Linked DNA regions of Sus scrofa: region 1 is linked to region 2. Evidence: chromatin contacts called from public Hi-C data. All regions are on one chromosome and are shown on one strand. The core of a region is the stretch at or near the end of the contact, and the rest is flanking DNA. Distances in the headings are between cores, read along the strand shown.

Region 1 (6,626 bases), core at 1,779-4,278, 430 kb before region 2:
GTGCTCCTTTAGAGCTCTCTTCTTTGTGGTGAATCTCCAAGCATTAATGTTCAAAGACAGGAAAGTAGTCTCAGGAAACAGGACTTTGGTGGAAGAGCTGGGGTCTTATTCAATGGACCGTCTCTGAAATCTACTCGCCGTTGTGCAAGAGAAAAAGTGCTACTCAGGATAGGTGCTGAATATAGAGATATGTTCCCCTGTGGGTCACCCTCGGTTAGGCAAAGACAAGTTCAAGCGGACTAAGTTCAAGATAGCACCTTAATGGAGTTCCCTCAGGGCTCAGCAGCTTAAGGATACAGCATTGTCATTGCTGTGGCTCTGGTTACGGCTGTGGTTCAGGTTCGATCCCTGGCTCCAAAACTTCCCTACGCCACGGGGCACAGCCAAAAAAAAAGAGAAAGATACCATCTTTACACCACCTTTATGAAGAAATTGAAAGGCTAGGGCCTGGCTTCCCAAGGACTGAAAAACAAATTCATGACACTAGTAGGTGTTGCTCCTGGGAGAAATACTTGAATGAAGAAGGCATTAGAGATAAAGTGATACCAATAAAGATTCAGGACTTCTACAGCAGAGTTTCAGAAAACAATTTCCAATCTGACTTTTGTTTAAAAGCTTCTCTAGGAGTTCCCACTGTGGCACAGTGGAAACAAATCCGACTAGGAACCATGAGGTTGTGGGTTCAATCCCTGGCCTCGCTCAGTGGGTTAAGGATCTGGCGTTGCCATGAGCTGTGAGGTAGGTTGTAGATGCAGCTTGGATCTGGTGTTACTGTTGCTGTGGCTGTGGCATAGGCTGGTCGCCACAGCTCCAATTAGACCCCTAGCCAGGGAACCTCCACAGGCCGTGGGTGTGGCCCTAAAAAGATAAAAGACAAAAAAAAAAAAAAAAAAAAAAAAGCTTCTCTAGCTCTCTTGCCATGCAGGGTTACAAGGGGAACACAGATCTACAGCGAAAAAGGCCAAAACTGGAGAGAGTCTCCCTACCAGACTGTAACTTGTCCTCTTGTGATATTTTTCTTCAGGAGAGAAATGCATTTTTAAGCAAGTGAAGACACTCCTTAAGTGTTAAAGTTGGTGACGTTTGTAAATAGTGTTTTCAAAAACTAAATAGTGTTTAGGCGGTTCTGGAACAGCTCAGTTCAACTTCGATCCCCTGGGGCAATTTCCCTCCCAGCCTTGCAAGATTGAGAGGAAGCAGTGCCTTCCTTGAGGGGTGCAGTCCTTTACATTGTCAGTCTTCCTTGGGAACCTGAAATCTGGCTCCCTAAATTTAGTTGCCCCTGAAAACGTTGGCCAATCCTCTGTGTTAACCCTCCTAGAGGAGACCATGGTCTCCCCAACCTGTTCGCAGCTCCCTGCAATCCCTGTACTTGAAGAGGTGAAACCCTCCAATACACAGGGGCTTCCCCAAGTCTGACATCTAACCAGACCCAAGGTTCATCTCCCCGCCTCATTTCTCAGGTGCAGGATTCCCATGAACTTTAATGAGAGAGATAAGCTTGTTGAGAAAGAACTGGACAGGAAAATGGGTTAATAACTACTGATGTATACATACACAGATCCTCCTTAAACAAATTTGAAGTTGGAAAGATTTCCTGGAAACAAGTCTGATGTAAAACCATGGAAATGCTCAAAACTGATAAATAGGTTTGTTTGGGTTTTTCTAGTTGAAGTATAGTTAACTTACCATGCTGTGTGTATAGTGCAATGTGATTCAGTTATACATATTCTTTTTCAGATTCTCTTCCCTTATAGGTTATTACAAAACGGATAGTTCCCTGTGCTCTATAGTGAGTCCTTGTTGACAAACAGTTTTCTGAAGCTCTAATTGAGATATCAAAATGGGGAGTTCTCATCGTGGTGCAGCGGAAATGAGTTTGACTAGGAACCATGAGGTTTCAGGTTCGATCCCTGGCTCTGCTCAGTGGGTTAAGAACCCGGCATTGCCCTGAGCTGTGGTATAGGTCGAAGATGTGGCTTGTATTTGGCACTGCTGTGGCTGTGGTATAGGCCGGCAGCTGTAGCCCTGATTCAAAGCCTGGGAACCTCCATATGCTGTGGGTGTGGACCTAAAATGCAAAAAAAAAAAAAAAAGAAAAAAAAAGATATCAAAATGGTCATATGGGTTAGGAGAGAGATTACCAATTCTGAGGGTGTATCTTAGTTAGGAACCTACCCTGGTATGTTGCATGGCAAGGAAATGGATAATGCCACCAAGAAACCTCATTGTCCAAAAACCCCTAAGGACATCTAACCTCAACTTGAAAACCACTGCCAGAGAACCCTTTGAACTCAGTTCATTACTGGATTCTGCAAAGCCTGCATTTGAGCCCCCTCACCAATGTCTTACCCTACTTAGCTTGTGAGTGACTTGAAGACCAAGACTTTTCTGTAACTAGCTGTACCTGGGCATAAGTCTGGCTCTCCAGATGTGCCTCACCTGTTCCATACGCTTTCAGTATTTTCCATCATGCCAGGCATCTTTCCAATCCAATATTTAGATCATACTTTACAGGCTACACACTTTCTCCAGACATATTCCCACTAGATCCTTAAAACCTCATTGTGAGACAGACCAACGTAATCACTGTTTTACAGATCATATGACAGAGGACGCTTGTGCAAGAGCTTAAACCTTACTGCCTCACTGACTGCTTCCAAGCACAAGCTTTTCGTAGGCTGGCCAGTCTCAGGGGGGAAGGCAATTGGCTGTACTCACGTCCTCGAAAAAGTGTAAACAAACACCGGAAGTGTTCCAAATTAAGGCACACCACTTTGAATGAATATAGATCATTTCAATGTCTTGCTGGTCTAGATAACGACCTAAACACTGTCTTACCCAGCTAGGCGGTCGAGCTGGGAGCCCCTTCCCTTCTCTGGGTCTCTGCAAAGGAGAGATGGGACTTCAGAGCCTAGACTGGATGCAGCAGATCTCCTTTGCTCCATCGCAGCCCTAGGCAGTTTCACTCCCGCCCCTGCAGGGAAGTCAACGTAGGTCACGTGAACCAACCCAGCCTGAGTTCTGAAGAGCCCAGGGAGACATCGGCTGAGAAAACAGGCACGCAGCAAACCGGGGAGACTGGCGCGAACTCTATGGCTGTTGCCAGGACGGGAACCAGTTGCCAAGGAGGCGCCAACCTCTCAGCACCTCGAGAGGCCTTCCGGCTGACTGCGGGAAAAGCTCAGCTCCTCCGCGGCCAGATCCGCGCCGCACGGAGGACGCATGCGCGCCCCAGCCTCTGCTGCCCCCTCCCCCCCGCCACCTCCGCCCGCGGGAGAAAACTGCGCGTGCGCCTAATTAACGCGGCTCAAGGGCATCAGGGATTAGGATGGGCTTTGCACGCAGACGGTTGAGTTAGTGGAGGCCCGTGAGATCATCCTGTAGTCTAGACGACTAGAGCAGTGGTTGCGGGAGCTTGTTAAAATGCCAGATTCCTGGGCCTCATCCCCAGCGGCTTGGGTAAAACCCAAGATTCTCCATTCTCAAATCACGCCCAGATAATTCCGGGGTAGGTGGTCCTCATTGGCCGGACCCGCCCTCTTGTTTCAAGGAATGTAGGAGTTGGAGCCGAGACATGGAGAAGTGATCAGCCCAAGGCCCTACAGAATTAAGTGGCAGAGCCCGGAGTAGGACCCAGTTTGTGGATTTGAACTTAAGTGCCTTCCCTGCTGTGCCCTGCTTCCTCCTCTGCCTCCTTTCTGGGGCATGGCTTAATCAGGACCAGAAAGGCTGGCTGGCAGGCGGTTCATTCGCATTGGTCAGGCTAACTGAAGAATGAAAGTCCCTTTCTCAGAACACCAAAGAGCCCCATCCAGCAACTCACATCCAAGTTCCACTGCCTGCTCTGATCTTGAGCGTACTGCCTTCCATCTGCCTAGGGGTCAGAGTACCCGGAGAAAGGTGAACCCACCCCCAGGGAACAATGGCCAGTTTGGGGGTAGACACCCCCTCCCAATACACACTCCTGTAATTGTGAAGGGCTGCCTGAGTGTGGCATGAATGTAAAATGCTCCCAGGTCTACAAGTGTGTGTGGAGTTTGGGGATGGGGGGTGGGTATGTTTGGATTCTGGCGCAAGTTTAGGCACATCCAGTAACAGGCAGTGGCCCCAGTCCAGGACAGCTGGATCATATGTGCTGACAGCCACTTTCAATGGCCTGGATGGGGGAAATGGACACTCCCTTGCATATCCTCACGAGAAGCAGCTGGAGAAGCACCAAGAATCAGCAGAGCTGAGATCCCCCGACACACTCAACATACCCATCAGAGTCAGCCCGGTCACCAGGACAAAGCCTGGGACACGAAGCTTGCGTGTGTGGATGGAAGAGTCTTGGGGCTGCAGCCCTATTTGTTTTCAGAATCCACCTACCCCCACCCAGGCCTTCCCCCCCGGAAAGAGCAGCTAGCCAAGTGGTTCTGCCAGACTTCTGACAGTGCAGGCAGTTTGCCGCGATGAGCCTCAGGACCATTCTATGGAGTGAGGATGGGTGTTGTCAAGGCCACTCCGACACCTTGTTGAGAAGGGTGCCCTCTTCCTCTGTTCCTCCCAAACCTCTGCCCCGCCTTATCCGTCCTGTCCCAGCCTAACTATTCAAAACCTCAAAGCTCAACTCTTTCTGAGAAAGCCAAGAACACAGCTGTGAGTCCTTTCCCTCTGGGGGAAGTCCAGCTCTCCTTCCTGGCTCCAGATGTAAAGGAACAGCTGTGAGAGTGGCGGGAAGCCCAGTTGGCGGCTAAGCAGGGCCTGGGAAGAGGGGGAACAAAGTGGGGTGGAGACCCGGCAAACAATGGGGTTATCACACTTTTAGAGACCTGGGGGAGGGGGGCAGGGGGAGGAAGTCTTGCCAGTCCCTCAGATGCTGCCCGTGCCCTGCCCATCCCAAATCTGGCTGCCTGGGCCACTGGCAGGACTTTCTGTTAACTCCATTTTATGACTCCCATTTAATCTGAGAAGGGAAATTTGGCTTTGCCTGTCTACACCCATGTCCTCAAACACACACCTCCAAGCATGAGATTTTGGAAACAAGGCTGGCGAGGGAGAGGAAGGGAGGTGGAAGAGGGTTCTGGAACTCCCACCTGGCCCCCTTCTGCCCCTCTCTTCCTCTGAGAAGTAAACCAGGATGCAGATGTCAGGCTAGGTGTTCCACAGACGGGACCGCTTGCTTGCCAGCTCCACTAAGGTGACAGTGCATGACCTGACACCAACCTAGCACTCTACTCTGTTAGTAATTATTTTCTGAATAACCCCGGCCCGCTCTGGGTCCCCCTGAGTATTTAACAAGCCTGTCCACTGCCCAGCGAGGGGCCCACGGCTGAGTCTCACTTTCCGTCCATGTCTTCTTCAATCTGAAAGGACACAGGGTATCATTATAGCTGCTTCTGTTTTAGGAAAAATAGTTTAATGATAAACGTAATATCTTTTAGGTCCCCTCCTCCATGGAATCCCTGTGCCAGTGCTCTTCCCATGCCTGCTGGGACAGAGCAGCCCCTCTCAGGAGGTGACCACCCACTCCAGACACCCCTCCTCCTGGGGATGCCTGCTCTGGGTCTAGGCCCCGTGATGGGTCCATCACTTCTGTTTTTATAAAAAGTGGGCAGAACACTGTAATATGCCCCCTTTTCTGAATGCCATGGGACCAGCCCACAGCACTTTCCTACCCCTTAATTAAATAGCCCCATTAAATAATCTCCTGGTGCTGGCAGAGAGAGGGGGCCACGGCAACTAGCCCTGTGCCTTGGCCGGGCTCCTGCAGCCCCAGGGCCTCCACCCTGACTGACTCTGGCCTCCACCAGAGCAGCCAGGGCCACGGCCTCATCGCCGACCTGGCCTCCTCCCCACACAGGGAAGGGTGAGTCCAAGTGGGTCATGCCGGCCCCAGGCACCCCCACAGCCATGGATGGGGGCTGCTCAGCAGGGTGAGCAGACGGACGGATTCAGCTCCTGTCCAAGTCAGAAGTATGTGAGGTTCTTGACCGCTCCGATTTCCAGCATCCGCTTGATGGCCAGGGCCTCTTGGGAGACATTGTGGCCTGACCACTGTGGAGACAGCCAAGGAAGCAAACTGAGGAATTTCCTCGGAGCTCCCTGGGCTGCCCATGACCCCACACCCTGGGAGCTCCGTTCCCTGTGCCAGCTCTCAGAAGGTAGACGGAATACAGAGGATGCTGGCCTGGAAGTTCAGATGCCTCCATTCCAGTGTGACCTCGCTGTGAGCCATCTCTGGGCCCCTAGCACCACCCTCGCTCGCCCAGTGTCCTCAGGCCACTCCACACCACCCAGTTCGCCAGCAAGGACCACCTACCGCCATGGACTTGATGGTGATTTGCTCATAGTAGTGAATGGACTCCTTCTTGTTTTGGGCATCTGGGTAGCCGAAGCCAGCAATGTGCACCAGGTCACACAGGTGGAGGGCCAGGGTGATGGCCAGCAGGCCCGTGGTGGGCTTCTGAGGGACAAGGGGTGGGGTAGATATTAGAGAGAGTCTGCTTCTTTCTTTCTCTATTTTTTTTTTTCTTTTTCTTTTTCTTTTTAGGTCAGTACCTGTGGCATGTGGAAGTTTCTGGGCTAGGGGTTGAATCAGAGCTGCAGCTGCCAGCCTACACCACAGCCACAGCAACTTGGGA
Region 2 (6,967 bases), core at 2,420-4,919:
GAGCTCAGGACCCAGGAGAGACAACAGGGGTTGGGGGGGTGGGGGTTCTTCACCCTTGAGAGACAAGACACAGCTCAGATTCTGCGTTGTTGTGGCTGTGGTGTTGGCTGGCAGCTGCAGCTCAGATTGGACCCCTAGCCTGGGAACCTCCATATGCCACAGGTATAGCCCTAAAAAGAAAAAAAAAGTTTAAGTTGAATTACTAGAATCAGCTTTGCTCACACGTCTGTGCTTGGGATTGCGTTCTTCCACTGAGGCTTTGCAAAGCTTTTCAAAGTCCTCTTCCAAATGAAAGTCATCCAACCTTTGAAACAGCATGTCCTGCCCTTCTCTACCCGAATGAGAACCAGAGCTCCCATCCATTGCCAAGCCTGTCCCCGGTGTTTTCCGCCCTCCACGAGATAGCGCTTCCCTCCACATTTCACAAATGGGCTGGAATTCTCCTCCACTTTCTCCCCCGATAACTTTATTTTCCATGCCCCATGTCACTCCCCACCTTTGGGCTAGCATGTCTCCAACCCCCAGAGGCTGTGTCCCCTCTGGGCAGGCCAGGGGCCTGCAGAACTGCTAAGTTTCTTCTTTCCCACAAGAAGACTCAAAATCTTTCTCAGCTACGAACTGTTAAGGTTTTGTTTATCCATCTAGTAAATATTTATTTCCTGGCCACCTTGTACCAGGGCGTGTGGCCTGCCCTGCTTTCCTGGGCCCTCACCCAGGCCCACAAGCAAGGCTGGGCAGAGCCAGAGCTTAGCATTCTGAGAGGAAACGGTGGCTCCACGGGGCTCCCCGGGCCTTGGACGAGGGAGTCGTGTGGCTGCAGTAACTGTCCAGGTTTCCAGCTGCTGCCACACTTTCCAGGAACCTCTGCAGCACTATGGGCAGCAGCATATCAGATGGTGACACTTGTTAAACTTAGGGCCAGGGGACGCTAATCCCACCCTCTTTCTGTCTTGCATTCATGTCTCTGAGCCAATATGCAGGTCCCTCCCTTCATGCTCTGGTTTTCACCTTTTTTTTTTCTTTTTTTCTTTTTTGGGTCTCACCTGAGGCATATGAAGTTTCCCAGAATTAGGGTCAAATCGGAACTATAGCTGCCAGCCTATACCACTGCCACAGCAACACCAGGTCTGAGCCACGTCTGTGACCTACCACAGCTCACAACAATGTTGGATGTTTAACCCACTGAGTAGGGCCAGGGATCGAACCCACATGCTCATGGATACTAGTCAGGTTTGTTACCACTGAGCCACAACAGGAACTCCTCTGTTACCATTTTGAATCCTGCCTCTGAACCCCAAGGCTTTGGGAGGAGAAGAATGTGGAAGGATGGGGACAGCTGGGTTGGAGCAGAGGAAGCAGATGCTCCTGGAAATAAATGGCTTTTCCATGTGTGTCCATGTGGGCCTCATCGGAGGCCAACCGGAGGCCCTGGGGACCCCAGCAGGAGATGAGCTGAAGGCTGGAAAGGAAATGGGCCAGGGGCTCCACCGTCCACGGGGCTCCCGCTGCTCTCACCGCTAAGAAGAGGAATGGGGGGAGGGCAAGAGGGACAGGGTCCAGCAGGGGTCACCGCTTAGTCACTTTGTAAACTGCTCCTTGGAGACTGGAGAGGAAATGAACAAGGGCCTAGATGGGGGAGGGGGGGAGGACCACAGAGAGGGAGAGGAAGGGAAGAGAGGTGGGGAGGCCGAAGCTGAGTTTGTGATATGGAGGCTGAGCCGGCTCAGGCTGGTCAGGAGCCTTCCTTCCATCTGCTTGACCACTCCTGACGCCCTTCCACAAGCAGCCCTTCCTGGGCCCCTGTTTCCTGATGGGTTAACTCATGCTTCCCAAGGCTGCTGTAAGGTTGGCTGTGTGGTGAGGTGGGAGAGGACTGTACACAGGTGGGGGTGTGGAAACAGAGCAGACCTTAGAGTCCTACCAGCCTTCAGATCCTGGCTTTGTCACCCACCAGGCAGGTGAGAGCAAATAAGGTACTTATGCACCCCAAGTCTGAGTTTTTCCCTATAAAAGGAGGATAATACAAAAGAACTTATTTATAAAACAGAAGCAAACACAGATTTCAAAACCAATCTTGGGAGTTCCCATTGTGTCTCAGCAGTAATGAATCCAACTAGTATCCATGAGGATTCAGGTTCGATCCCTGGCCCTGCTCAGTGGGTTAAGGATCCAGCATTGTGGTGAGCTGTGGTGTAAGCCAGCAGCTGCAGCTCTGTTCAACCCCTAGCCTGGGAACCTCCATATGCAGCCAGTGCAGCCCTAAAAATCAAAGCAGAACAAAAAAACCAATCTTATGGTTACCATAGGGGAAACTGTGGGGGTTAGGGAGGAATTGGGAGGATGGGAATAACACATACACACTACTGTATAAAATAGATGACTAACCAGAACCTATTGTATAGCACAGGGAAATCTACTCAATATTTTGTAATATCCTATATGGGAAAAAAAGAATGGATATGTTTAGTATAACTGATTCACTTTGCTGTATATCTGAGACTAATACAACATTGTAAGTCAACTATACTCCAATAAATTTTTTAAAAAGGAGGCTAATAGTGAAAAATTGTTGTTAAGTTTATGTGTGATTATAGTTGTGTATTTATGTCAGACAATATTTCTATTTGTTTTTCAATGACTACTAAAATATTCAGGGAAGGGAGGTAATGGTATCTTTTTTTTTTTATTTTCATTTTTTATTTTAGGGCTGCACCCGAGGCATATGGAGGTTCCCAGGCTAGGGGTCCAATTTGAGCTGCAGCTGCAAGCCTGTGCCACAGCCAGAGCAACGCCAGATCCAAGCCATATCTGAGACCTACACCACAGCTCATGGCAATGCTGGATCCTTAACCTGCTGAATGAGGCCAGAGATCGAACCTACGTCTTCATAGATGCTAGTCAGATTCATTTCTGTTGCTCCATGACAGGAACTCCTCTTTTCTTTAAAATACCTCTATGAGAATAAAATCAATGAAGCAGCTTAGCCTGGTCTTTAGTTCCACATTGCCTCAGGGGTTTTTACTGGGCAGATGCAAAACATGCTTGACACTGAAGTTAGCATCTCCCTATGTTCATAGAAGCCTAAACTCACTGAAAAGTCATGTTAGGTGTTTTCAATGGACATGGTGAGCAGGAGAAAGGAAAGAGCATTTGGAAGCAGTTATAGTGGACTGGAAGAGATGTTGCAGAATTGGGGACAGGTCAGAGGTCCCTGGGTCACCAGCAGCCATGAGGGACCCCAGATTCACAGCTTCTCCCTGGTTTGAGTACATCATAAGCCTCCTAGATTCTGGTGGGAGTCTTGGCAGGGCAGGGGCTCCAGTGTGGAGTCCATTTCATTTGATTTTAATGAAATAAAGGAACAGATACTCTTACATGAGTAAGTTTGTGGATTCACGCTCACTTCACTGCTATTATTATCATCATTAGTGTTGCTGATGTTGCTGTTGCTATTATGAAATAGCCTAGAGCCTGGGCCAGGACACCAGGTTTGAGTGTGTGATGAATGCTGCTCCACTGAGAGGGAAGCTTGGGCAAAGTGCCTCCCCACAGAGGTTCCAGGCACTTCCCTGCTCCAGCTGGCAATGGGGCTTCTCCCATGCCTGGAGTGACAGTGTTCGGACACTTTTCTGTGACTGAGAGCCTGGTTGGAGAGCTCAGCCTTTGCTGGACCCAATGGGTGTGTGTCTGGACAGGGCTGAGGGGGAGCCAGGCCAGGCACGGAGATCTGTGGAGGAAGCCAGGGCTCAGGGAAAACTCTTGTCTCTCCATCTTCAGGCCCGGTCTGCTCCCTCCTTTCCCCTCCCCATCCCCTGCCCCCAACCTGGCTTGTTTCTCCGAGTTCCCTGGCTGAGGAGCAGGAAGGAGGAGGGAGTTTCCAGAATGTCCCTGTAGAGCTCCAGGGGGAGGCTTGGCAACTGGAAATTGTCAGCCGTCTCCTTGGTAACCGGCAGCCAAATAATTCTGGGAATGGAGGAGGGAGGGGAGGTCTCTGCAGGGCGGCCAAGAGAAGAAGGCCCTCAGCTCCAGAGAACTTCAGTTCTTCATTACCTATGTCAGTCGGGGGCCAGTTGGGAGGGAGTGAATCGAAAAGAGAATTTAATGTAAGGAATTGGTAACCAGGTATAAAGCTATTAGGTAACAGAAGGTTAACAAGAGAGGCTTGGGTATCCTAGTGGTGGTGACTGCAGGAGCAGCTACACTCCCAGCACTGGGAAAACAAAGGAGAAGGCTGGAATCCTGAACCTTAGACATTTCAAAGAGGGGGACCCAGGGCCTGGGACCCAAACCCTGAGGAGGAGGCTCCAAGCAAGTCCCCCTGGGCTGGTGCCCAGACTTCTGAGGAAGGGGCACCTGCCAGCTGGTTCTGGGGTCCCTGGGGCATGGGGAGGGGTAGGGGGTGATGAAACTGCACGTCTTGGAAAAACTGCCAACTGGATTCAGCTGCTTCAGGGAGGGCCTGCTGCTGCTTCAGGGTGGGCCTGCTGCTGCTGAGGCAACACTTATGGGGACGCACAGGCTCAAGCAGGAAGGCAATGCCCACCCTTCCTCTTCTTGCCCACAGCCTTCTTCTACAGGCTCCTACTGGGAAATCTGAGAGGGAGCAGCCGGCAAAGCAGAAATGGGGGTTCATAGGGCCTAAAGCCCGCACCACAAAGCCAGGGACAGATGGTGGGTCTGGAGCTGAGAAGCGAGACCCTTAAAATATTAGCCTCTGCTGAAAGGGCACAGGGCAGGCCTTCCCCGGACTTAGTCTGGCTTGTCTTGAAGAGCTACTGACATTCACAGGTTCTGCAAGCTGCAAGGAATTTGTATAATGGTAATGATGAAAACAACATCAGTGAAGAAATATTTAGGTAGAAGTGGCCTTAGGAAAACTCACTATAAATCACTGTGATCAAATCATACATTAAGGGTAAAGGACAAGATAAATAGATCTATGGGACAGAAATAGAAACCAGCCCAGAAATATATCCCAGGGCATATGGATTACAGTATATGACAAAGGTGGCATTTCAAACCAGTGGGGAAAAGGATAGTTTATTTAATAAATTGTATAGACACAACCGGCTGTCTGTCTGACAAAAACAAAACAAGGTTAAGCTCTCTACTTCACAAGTTATTAAAACTAAGTTTCAAATAGATGGAAGATTTAAATGTATTTAAATTTAAACATTGAAAACAATTTAAATATTGGTTTTTATATTTAAACAATTTCATGAGGAAATATTTAAAACAATTTTAAACAATATTTAAAACAATTTAAATATTTAAAACAATTTAATGAAGAAAAAATTAGGAGAATATTTATACAATCTAGGGTTTGAAGAGATTTTTCTAAACAAAGCAGAAAAATCCAGAAGCTATAGAGGAAAATTTTACATGTTTAAACTGTAGAAGGATTAAAGATAACATACACAAAGTCAAAAGACAAATTATAGACTGGAGGAAATATTTCAGTTTACCCCCAATAAAGAGTTAACATCTGGAATATGCAGAGAGTTCCGACACACAATAAGAAAGAGAAATAACTAGTCAAAAATGGACCAGACATATGAATAGGTGACTCATGGAAGAGAAAATCCAAATGGTCAGTACATTTATGGAAAGATGCCCAGCCTCACTAATAGTCAAGGTAATGCAAATTTTAAAAGTGTGGCACTGCTTTTCATTTATCAGAATAGCAAAACTTGAAAAGAATGATGAAAGCTAGAGCTGGAGAAGTTGTGGGAGAGACAACACTCCATCACAGCTGGCAGGTATGTGAACTACCACGGATTTTTTGAAAGAGGCGTCTGGTAACATATATGAAAACTGGAAATATGCATCTCTTTGACCCAATCATGTCATTTTTGGCAATTTATACTACGGGGGGGAAAAGAAAACCCAGCAAACTCCGGTATGGAAGGATATGCATACAAAAAATTCTCTATGGCATTTTTGTGTGGCGGGAAAAAATACTAGTAATGGTTGAATGATATACATAAATCCATATACCATGATGTTATCGTTATGCAATTACTCAAAAGAATAAATTACAAGAGACAAATGCTGTATGATTTCACTTTAGATACCTCTAAAAGAGTCAAACTCATAGAAACAGAAAGAGTAGTGGTTGTCCCTGACTGGGGTAGAATGGCAGATAGGGATGTTTAATGGCTACAGAGTTTCGGTTCTGCAAGATGAAAACTTTACTGAAGATGCATACACAACAATGTGAATGTACTTACCACTGCTGAACTGTACACTTAAAAATGGTTAGGATGGTAAATTTCATGTATATTCTACCATAATTTAAGAAAAAGAATAAATTAGAAGGATTTTCATGCCGTTAAGTGAGAAAAGAAACTTGCAGAGAAATGTGTGTGGTATTTGTGAAATAAATGACGATAAATGTATATAAATATCTGTTGGGTAGTCCAGATTTTCTTGGCCGTGACCTGTGTCCTCTGATTCCAGAGCGGGCGGCACCCTCCTCAAAGTCCAGAATTCCAGGCTGGCGTTGCACGAAGCTCACGAGCTCTATCAGCCTCCAGGCAGCAAAGCACCCTAGACTTTTGCCCTAGTGCTCCCCCATCTCAACCCTCCTCCCCAAAACACCAGGCCCCCACAGGCTTGGCACCACCAGCCAAAGCCCACAGCTGTTTCCAATATTCTGCACAAACTTTATTGAAATGAGAAGCCCCGTTTATCATCCCTTAGGCCCCAGCTCTTCCTGATTAGGTACATATGACCTGACCTGTCAGCAGGGCCTGAGCCAGCAATCAAAAGGGAGATTGTTCTCAGCCAGGAGGCGAGAGGGGCAGGAGCCTGGGGAGCTGAGAAGGGCCCAAAGGAGTCTTCCGCCAGCCTGGGACCAGTGGAGGTATTCTCAAGCTGAAGGGAAAAGACAAGGACAGAGCTGAGAAAATTCTTTAAAGGCTACTGGTCTATACTTCTCTGGCTATATCATCTCTCTTTGGCCACC

Evidence for each region. A called contact is a pair of places that touch in the nucleus more often than the background predicts.
Region 1: a contact with region 2 is called in a Hi-C map of skeletal muscle, with 4 times the contacts expected there. The contact joins two enhancer-like sites. A contact is called at or near these places in 1 of 47 Hi-C or Micro-C datasets (skeletal muscle) and 1 of 2 datasets of contacts at active chromatin or transcription factors (skeletal muscle).

Annotation. Positions count from the first base shown.
Region 1 is chr9:53,483,018-53,489,643 of Sscrofa11.1, reverse strand. It overlaps ST3GAL4 (ST3 beta-galactoside alpha-2,3-sialyltransferase 4), which reads right to left. Exons shown (of 10, transcript NM_213757.1): 9 at 6,305-6,448; 10 at 5,380-6,039. The coding sequence ends at 5,953. Among named protein-coding and RNA genes, the nearest start is that of ST3GAL4, 11 kb to the right of the region's middle. Within about 2 kb of position 3,028, at least 69 of the 83 cell types and tissues checked have an H3K27ac peak or open chromatin away from gene starts, as enhancers often do. A contact at or near this core is called in skeletal muscle, where this site is marked.
Region 2 is chr9:53,056,468-53,063,434 of Sscrofa11.1, reverse strand. No RefSeq gene overlaps it. Among named protein-coding and RNA genes, the nearest start is that of DDX25, 31 kb to the right of the region's middle. Within about 2 kb of position 3,669, at least 15 of the 83 cell types and tissues checked have an H3K27ac peak or open chromatin away from gene starts, as enhancers often do. A contact at or near this core is called in skeletal muscle, where this site is marked.